2 separate regions of the Macaca mulatta genome follow, and region 2 is linked to region 1. A link is a contact called in public Hi-C data. All regions are on one chromosome and are shown on one strand. The core of a region is the stretch at or near the end of the contact, and the rest is flanking DNA. Distances in the headings are between cores, read along the strand shown.

Region 1 (4,243 bases), core at 1,252-3,751:
GCTGTGGCTCCTTTGATCACTTTCCCCCAGTCCTCTGCAGCTACTGTGATTAGAGATAGATCCCTAGGCTGCCCTTTGATCAGCAGCTCAAGGAGCCTGCAGGTGCCATGTGCCATCACATTAGCAAGTTGTAAGCACCACCATACTAATATTGGCTGATAAATGTGATACTATGTCTTGCTGTGCAGCAGCAAATACAAATAATGTTTGCAAAAGTCCGCAGAATCCTTGTTTTATCTATTTTTATACCCTAAAACTTTCTGTGCTTTCTTAAACATGAACACTTCATAGAGTTTAAATTCAAAGTTGAAGGTTTGAAATACCCTGATATGAAAAGGAAAAAAAATCACTGTGACTTAAAACTATAGCACACCCCATTTTAATTTTGCAGTTATGCCATTTGTGTTCATTTTGCATGGTTAATGAAGTGACAGAATCGATGATATACAAAGCAGTAAAAACATGTATATTCCTTTTCAAATAACAGTAAGAGCCACCACTTGTAAACAGGGCATTAAACATTCCAATTTTAGACAGCCTACATGAACACTGTGGTTTCATGTGCAGTATAAAATTTCTATTTACAAAGTATTCTCAAAAATGACTTCATAATGGTAGATGAAGAGAAAAAGAGTTTAGAAATTGAATGATGTAAATCATATGGGTTCAGAGGCTAAGCAAATTACACACCCTGAAGCTGCCCTGGCTTTATGAAAGGAGCCTTTCTCCAGCTCTGTGCAATCCCAGCCCAAGGGAACTTGCATCTGAGAGTTTTCGAAACATTTCAGGTACACTTGAAAGCTGAAAGTAATTCTCATTTCCTATGCAGGATTAAGTCGCTTCCAGCACACACAAAATAGCAGTCATTCACCGACACATACTAAAACACACCACCAGAAAGGTAAGGACTTCAGAGTACAAAGGCAAGTTTAAAAAACAAAAAATAGGGCGCAAGAGAAATACACTTTTTAATTCCTCTAAAAACTACCACACAGCCTCTTGACCTCTATATTTCCTATCTACTCATTGATTAATTGATGACTTCGACCTAGAGTGCTTCAATTCATGCGGCTGATACATTTCCTGACCGATCCCCCTCGCCCTCCCCAAATCTGAGTAAAGTCAAACATGCCAAGACTCATTCATTTTGGATTCGTTTTTAGAGGCAGTTCTTGAACTTCTAACTCTGGCAATGAGCGAACCTGCAATGTGCATTTGAACTGACGTTCACAATCGCTCCCAGAATGTCCTCACTCTAACTGAGGCTGCAGTGGCACTCACGTTGCCCTCTTGGAGCTTTGTGGCAGCTCCCGAAGTTGCAAACTACACTTAACCTTCAACAGTCCATGCCAGTGAACGGAGCGCGCATTTGCATGTAGAGACCAAAGATACCTTCGCAGTCTGGTATACATCACATACCAACGCACAATGCCAACGTTAACACACACAGCGAGAAACAAGCAGGGGGAGAATGGGGGAAAGACTCACCGTTCTGTTCCTTGTTGCTGGAGAACTGGAATTTACTACTCAGGTTGGATTCCGCCTGAGTCCCCTGTCTCTGGCCGGCCAGGGCAGATGTCAGCAGGAGAAGCCTGAGGAGGAGCATTTGGCTGACTGGGACGAGAGCTCACTCACGGCGGGCACTTTGGAAGCAGCGACTCCCGAGTCTCTTTCACCACCGCCAGGGGAAGGCTGCACTGGGGTGGAAGCGCCGAGCCTGCTCTGGCAGCAGAGAATCGCAGGGTAGTTTCCACATAATCCCATCCAAAACTTTTTCCTAGAGCCCTCTTCTGTGTCTCCAGTTTTTGAAAAGGATCAAAGCAAAACCTGGACCTGAACCAGTTTCCCAAGGTTTAAACAAATCCTGAGCTGTTGGCGAAGTGGTGGGGGTGGGGGTGAAGGCGAGGGAGGAATGAGGGGGTGGGGACGCGGGGGAGCGGCGAGAAGTCACCAGCAAGTTGCTGGGAGCACCTGTCAGTTCGGGGGACAGGACAGAGGCGAAAACTCAAGGGTCGCGAGCAGCCAGACTGGAAGCCAAGTCGGCGGCGAGCAGTTTCTGATCAATAACAAAGCTGCCAATAGATGCGGCTCTCCGTGCGCCCCTCTCCCCCGCCCCACCCCCCACCCCCGAAGGGGGAGGGGGAAGAAACAAGGCGAGGGCGCCGCGGCTGGTCCCACGGGCCGGGGCGCCGGAGCGGGGCCGGGGGGCTCCGGGCCGAGACCGGCCCAGGCGCAGGCGGAGAGAGGCCCCGGGGCTCCTGCTCCCCAACCAGGCGCGCAGTCGGCGCCGCGTCCCGAGCGCCGCAGCACGGATTCCGGCACCTGGCTTGAGTTTTCCGCGACCAAAGTTCACCTTGTTCGGGCGCGTCCCCTGCTCCTCAAAGCCTGGGGCAATTCGGCCGCTCGGGGTCGCCGCGGGGCTCCGGTCGTTCCCCTCCCCTCCCCCCACGCCTCGGGCTCCGCTCTAACCTCGGGGCTCGGCGCGGCGTCTCCGCACGGGGTGAAGAGGGAAGGCCGGGGCGGCCGGGAGGATCCGGCTTGTCCCCTCCCCTTCTCTACCTTCCCCCCGCCCGGCGGCAGACAGGAGGTGGGGGCCGTGGGCCGAGTCCGGGCGGAGCGCGCGGCTGGCGAGCGGGGGAGGCTTAGCGGCTCTCCCGCAGGCGGCCGATGGGGCGGGCGGGGGTCGGCGCCTCTGGGAGGGGCAGCCCCGGGCCGCGTCCGCGCGAGCGGGCTTGGCCGCCCACTGGCTGTTAACAGGTGCTGCGCAGACAGGGGGTGTTGCGGGACTCGCTGTGGGCAAGACCCCGATGGCCCAGGCGAGGAACGCGGCCAAGGCGGCCCCAGCTTTCCTTTCCACGGAATACCTCTAACCCCAAATACAGAGCACGATGGGTGGTGAAGGGTGCTGCAGAAGTAAGAAGTGGGAAAGAACTTCTTGCAACTCTCCTTCTGCCGCCCCCTGTCGCCGGACTTGCCATTAGTTTCCAAGAGGGATCCCCACTCCCTAAGGTCTTTGCTAGGACCCTTGGCCAGAGTTTCAGAACGGAAAGAAGGGAAATGAATTCAAAGGTTTTTCTCCAATTTCCAGCTCCGTAAAGCAGGACAGATAAAGCAAAAGTAAAGGCAGCCAAAATAATAACATTCATTTAACAAGTACTATATTTACTGAATGCCCACTCTGTCGGGCACTGTTTAGAGGCTGGAACCGTAGCAGTGAAAACAGACAAAAGTCCCTGCCCTGGTGAAGCATACGTAGTAGTTGGGCAGCGTTAAGCTAATAGCAAGCTCTTCTGAGAACGGCGTCTAAGGGACTCAGAAGGATCCTGCAACCTTGGACTTTCCTACAATACAGCCTCTAACAAAACTAGGCTGCCCTGAACCCCTGTTGATAGAATTGTTTACATTTACACCAAAAAGGTCGAGAAATAACCGAAATCTGTATGTGGCTTGTGTTCAGGCTGACTTGGAGAGAGAGGCTGATGCTTTAAGACCTAAAGTTCTTATGAGGTAGTCTGAAATGAAACACACATGCCAAGCAGGGCCTATGGTGGTTCCATGTCTGCTAAATGTGTCTGTGACAGGATCCAACGTGCTTTCTTCGTGGAGAAGCAGAAAATCATTGTGAATGTGTTGAAGGCACAAGCAGAGAGTCAGAAAATTGAATTTTAAAATGAAGCTACTTTTGTGTAATAATCAAAATGAAAACTATATATATCAAGCAAGTGCCATGGCAGGCAAATCAGCAGTATCACCCAACTTCTTGTGAAAAAAAAAGTCAATGCAACAATTCGACCATCAAGGACACTTGGGCTGGAACAGAAAACCAAAATAGCAATGTCCCTGCAACTAAGGAGTGGCATTTGAGCAAGAACATATTCTTACTGGACCAAAGCAGGAGCTGATCCTTCTTCAGTGGTGATGAAAATGCCAAGCCCTCTTTGTATACTCAGACACCGACTGGGGCCAACCAACCAGACCTTTCTGCTTGAAATATCCTAGTCGTCTTGTTTTTTTCCTTTTTGAAACCTTTTAAAACTTCACCGATCTGTCTCATTCTTGAAAATTTCGCCCACCTGTCTCATTCATTCATTCTTATCCCTTTACCACTTCTATCTACAGAGTACTAAATATACATTAAAGGCAAATAAGACCTGATCTTTGACTTTAAGGAATTTACAGTTTAGTGGACAGAAGGTTTTTTTAATCAAGTATGGTATTTTATTCCAGTTAGCAGCTCCACAAC
Region 2 (3,980 bases), core at 1,426-3,925, 250 kb after region 1:
ATCGAACAGTAGAGGGCAGAAAATAGCAAACTCTGTTTCTTGTAGCACACTATTCTAGTCAAATGTAGATTAGTTGTTGTGAAATTTTCAAAATTGATTAGTGATCAATTTGAGATACATATTCTTGAAATAGGTAGTTGCTACATGAAAAAATAGAGCTGTGTACATTCAAAAAATAAATTCCAGTATTTTTCCATGTATTTGTATAAATAACCATTTACTGTAGTCAATTTAAATTTATTACCCTTATATTGACAGGATTCTGTACTTGAAACATACATGCTATTAAAACATTATAAGAAATTTGAAAAAGTCTCATGAGTGATCATATTAATAAAATTACACTGATATAGGAAATAAGTTTTCAAATACGTGAAAGGTCTATACATAACTACCTTGTGAACACAGGTACATAGACTAGCAGTTGAATTACAAGTCACGTTTGCTAAAATTTTTATTTCCATCTTATATATAAATTGTAATTGGCCACTAGACAGTAATATTTTTCTTGAGCTCTTACATGTTAGTTACTATACTCTATGATTCAGCAAATTGTTATTTTTACAGCATTTGTTTTTTATAGAATGTAACTCAGTCAATTTTGAGTTCATATCTGCCCTTGACTTTGAAATAGGTTAAGATGAAAATAGTTTTAAAACATTCTTATTTTTAAAAATTCAATTTACCTCAACTCACATTTTAAACATCACATTTTTTCATATTCAAGCTTCGCGTCTCTCTGTCCTCACTCTCTTTAATTCTAAGTTACTTTTTATGAAATTAAAGTTTTCCTGTGGAAACAAGTGAATCGAGAAAAAAAAAGAAAATAACTACAGAGGTATTTTAAATTTTGCTCTGTTCTGTTATTAGTGCTTTTACATTAACAATTTTAAATAGGGAATAATTTCCAATCATTTTTTATGCCTCACATCACAATTAATGTATGATTTATTTATTTTTTATGTTACAATTGTGAATATATGTAAGTCATATCTCATTTTATTTTTTATTGATTTATTGTAATTTTAATTAATTTTATGTTATTTTTATTATTAATGTTTTAAAGGTTAAATGCATTTTTATTTAGAAGACCTGCTTTATATATAGTGTGGAGTACTTATACTAATAAATTCTAAGGGGTAAAATTAAGAGATATTTTAGCCTATAGTTTATAAGCTTAATAATACATTAAAGCTATTCTCACTTCATGGTTTAGGACTATATCAAAAAGAGGGAAAGGTCATAATTTGAAATGACAGCAATATAGGATCAAAGAGCCATAGAAGTCACTTTGCTCATCATCATTTTGAAAATGGGAAAATTGAGGCCAATGTGATTAAGAAGCAAGCATAAGATAACGCAGTCAGCAATGAAGCTGCAAGCACAAGAAGGCAGCCTGATAGACTCATGACATTTTGGAATACTAGCAGTTCTCTTTTTAGTACTGTAAGCTCCAATTTCCCTCTTCCTGGAAATAGTTCCTTGCTCTCAATCCGTCTTTATTTGTTTAAACCACTAAAGACATAGAACTTGGTGGGGCTTTTCTGAGTCCGCAGAGGGAATTGTCAGAGCAGGTTCCCAGGAATGGGCTTGGAAAGTACCGTGAAGAGCATAAATTTCACACAGGAAGTCCAGTCGTCTATCTCCCCATCAATTCTCTTCCCTCAAACTTTTAATATCTAACCTCATCTTTCTTTCCCAGTGGCCCGCGTGTTCAGTGCGGCGAGGTAGCTTACTTTCTTTAGGCAGTGATTTTTGGAAACCCAGGGTCAAAACGCGATGGGGAAACAGATTTCTAAGTAAGTCTCTGGGAAAAATATCTGCATCTTTGCGGCCTTTCTAGACTAGCTTCATCTTCTAATCACTTTCCTCTAATAGCCTTTCGTTAAACCAGAGTCTCTTGCTTTCAATCTGTATAAAGCAAGGGCTTCTAGGAAACGAAGTCTACATGACTCTACAACGGGAGGGATTGCAGTGTAAGCTGCGAGAAAGACCCGTGCGCTCTGTGACTAGGCGAGTCAGCATCACAGCCCAATGGAAAATACTCTAAAGATGGGATTTTCATGCAAAATATTTAAAAGATTCCATCTTGATCTCCTGTGCGGCTTTAGCATTTAAAGATAGAACTTGGGGTTCTCCCCGGATCCTGGCTACATCCCATGAAGCCCAACTACACAATTTTGGAATATTTCCTCCACGGTGCTTTGCTTGCTTGTTTGCTTTCGGTTGGGTCAGGTGAGGTGGATGACAGGGCTTCTCTATTGCTAAATGGGTTTTCACAGGAGATGGAAGATAAAAATCAAAAATTATTTTTAACGTAAGACAGCAGGGCCTGGTGAGAGGACGCTTCGCCGCCAACAATGAGCAATTCGGCTTCTATAAAGCAGCCGGAAATCAGCTTTGCTGCATTTGGTCCAGGTTGGAGCATCTCCGCAACAACTGCCATAGCCGCACAAAGGTAGCTCCGGGCGGGGAGCGACGCGCTGTCCTCGGTGCTGAAAGGCAGAGGCGAGCTGTGGGCGCTACAGCCGGGTAGACCCGAGGTCTCGCGGAAGGAGAGCGGCTATGGGCCCCGAGCTGTGCTTTCTCAGCGCCGCGCATGCGACGCGTCCACGGCGGTGCGGGGTGCCGGGCGCCGTGCGGGGGAGGGGGCGCGCGCGCCCGCCGCCTGCCTCGAGTCGCGCACGCGCGCCTGGGACTGCCTGCCCCTCTCTGTGACTTGCCTGTGTGTGTGTGCGTGTGTGTATGTGTGTGTGTGTGTGCGCGCGCGCGCGTGAGTGAGAGAGGAGAGAGGGAGAAGAGAGCGCGAGAGAGGGTGAGTGTGTGTGAGTGCATGGGAGGGTGCTGAATATTCCGAGACACTGGGACCACAGCGGCAGCTCCGCTGAAAACTGCATTCAGCCAGTCCTCCGGACTTCTAGAGCGGGGACAGGGCGCAGGGCATCAGCAGCCACCAGCAGGACCTGGGAAATAGGGATTCTTCTGCCTCCACTTCAGGTTTTAGCAGCTTGGTGCTAAATTGCTGTCTCAAAATGCAGAGGATCTAATTTGCAGAGGAAAACAGCCAAAGAAGGAAGAGGAGGAAAAGGAAAAAAAAAAGGGGGTATATTGTGGATGCTCTACTTTTCTTGGAAATGCAAAAGATTATGCATATTTCTGTCCTCCTTTCTCCGATTTTATGGGGACTGATTTTTGGTGTCTCTTCTAACAGCATACAGATAGGTAGGTACCCTTTGTGCTATGCTTTTGAATTGTGCATAATTTGGTGGTAATCTTTGTTCACAGTGTACAAATTAATTCATGTCATGTAGACTTATGTCATACCTTGACTGCATTCCAGATTTAAACTACCTAAAATATACATGTTTTTCTCAGGATGAAGCAAAAGGAAATGAGTATGGCTTTGATACAATAGAAGAAAAGGTCCTCTCATTTCAGATCCCCAAATTTTATTAATTCTGCCTTAGCGACATTTTCCAGTTTGCTCAGATTTTCTTGGGGTCTGAATACAAAGCTTGTGATTACATGGAAAGGCGAAGGTTTCTGGCCACCTACCTCGTCTTCAGACTCTCATATGGGTCTTGACCTCTTGGCTACCTTTTGGATATTCCACCCCCGCTGTCCGAGTCTGTAGATGTGTTTATTCGGCCCATTAGCGTGAATAAGAGACTCTTGGACTGTTGGGCGCTAGCGCGCGCCCCTCCTTTCCCTCCCGGGCACTGATACTGTTCTCTTGCTTGCTGTTTGTTCTTTGCAGGGGGGCTATTTCCTAGGGGCGCCGATCAAGAATACAGTGCATTTCGGGTAGGGATGGTTCAGTTTTCCACTTCGGAGTTCAGACTGACACCTCACATCGACAATTTGGAGGTGGCAAACAGCTTCGCAGTCACCAATGCTTGTAAGTAATGAATATTCATGCCTTTCTGCTGCTGCACGCGGAAGGCTAGCGAGTGTGAGTGTGTGTGTGTGCGTTTCTGGGG

Evidence for each region. A called contact is a pair of places that touch in the nucleus more often than the background predicts.
Region 2: a Hi-C map of fetal cortex germinal zone shows a contact between it and region 1, with 4 times the contacts expected there. The contact joins the promoter of GRIA2 here to the promoter of PDGFC in region 1. A contact is called at or near these places in 2 of 14 Hi-C or Micro-C datasets (fetal cortex germinal zone and fetal cortical plate).

Annotation. Positions count from the first base shown.
Region 1 is chr5:165,593,471-165,597,713 of T2T-MMU8v2.0, forward strand. PDGFC (platelet derived growth factor C) reads right to left here and starts at 2,502. Exons shown (of 7, transcript XM_078002393.1): 1 at 2,470-2,502; 2 at 1,489-1,722. The coding sequence starts at 1,606.
Region 2 is chr5:165,840,137-165,844,116 of T2T-MMU8v2.0, forward strand. It overlaps GRIA2 (glutamate ionotropic receptor AMPA type subunit 2), which reads left to right and starts at 2,676. Exons shown (of 16, transcript NM_001185014.3): 1 at 2,676-3,222; 2 at 3,758-3,898. The coding sequence starts at 3,135.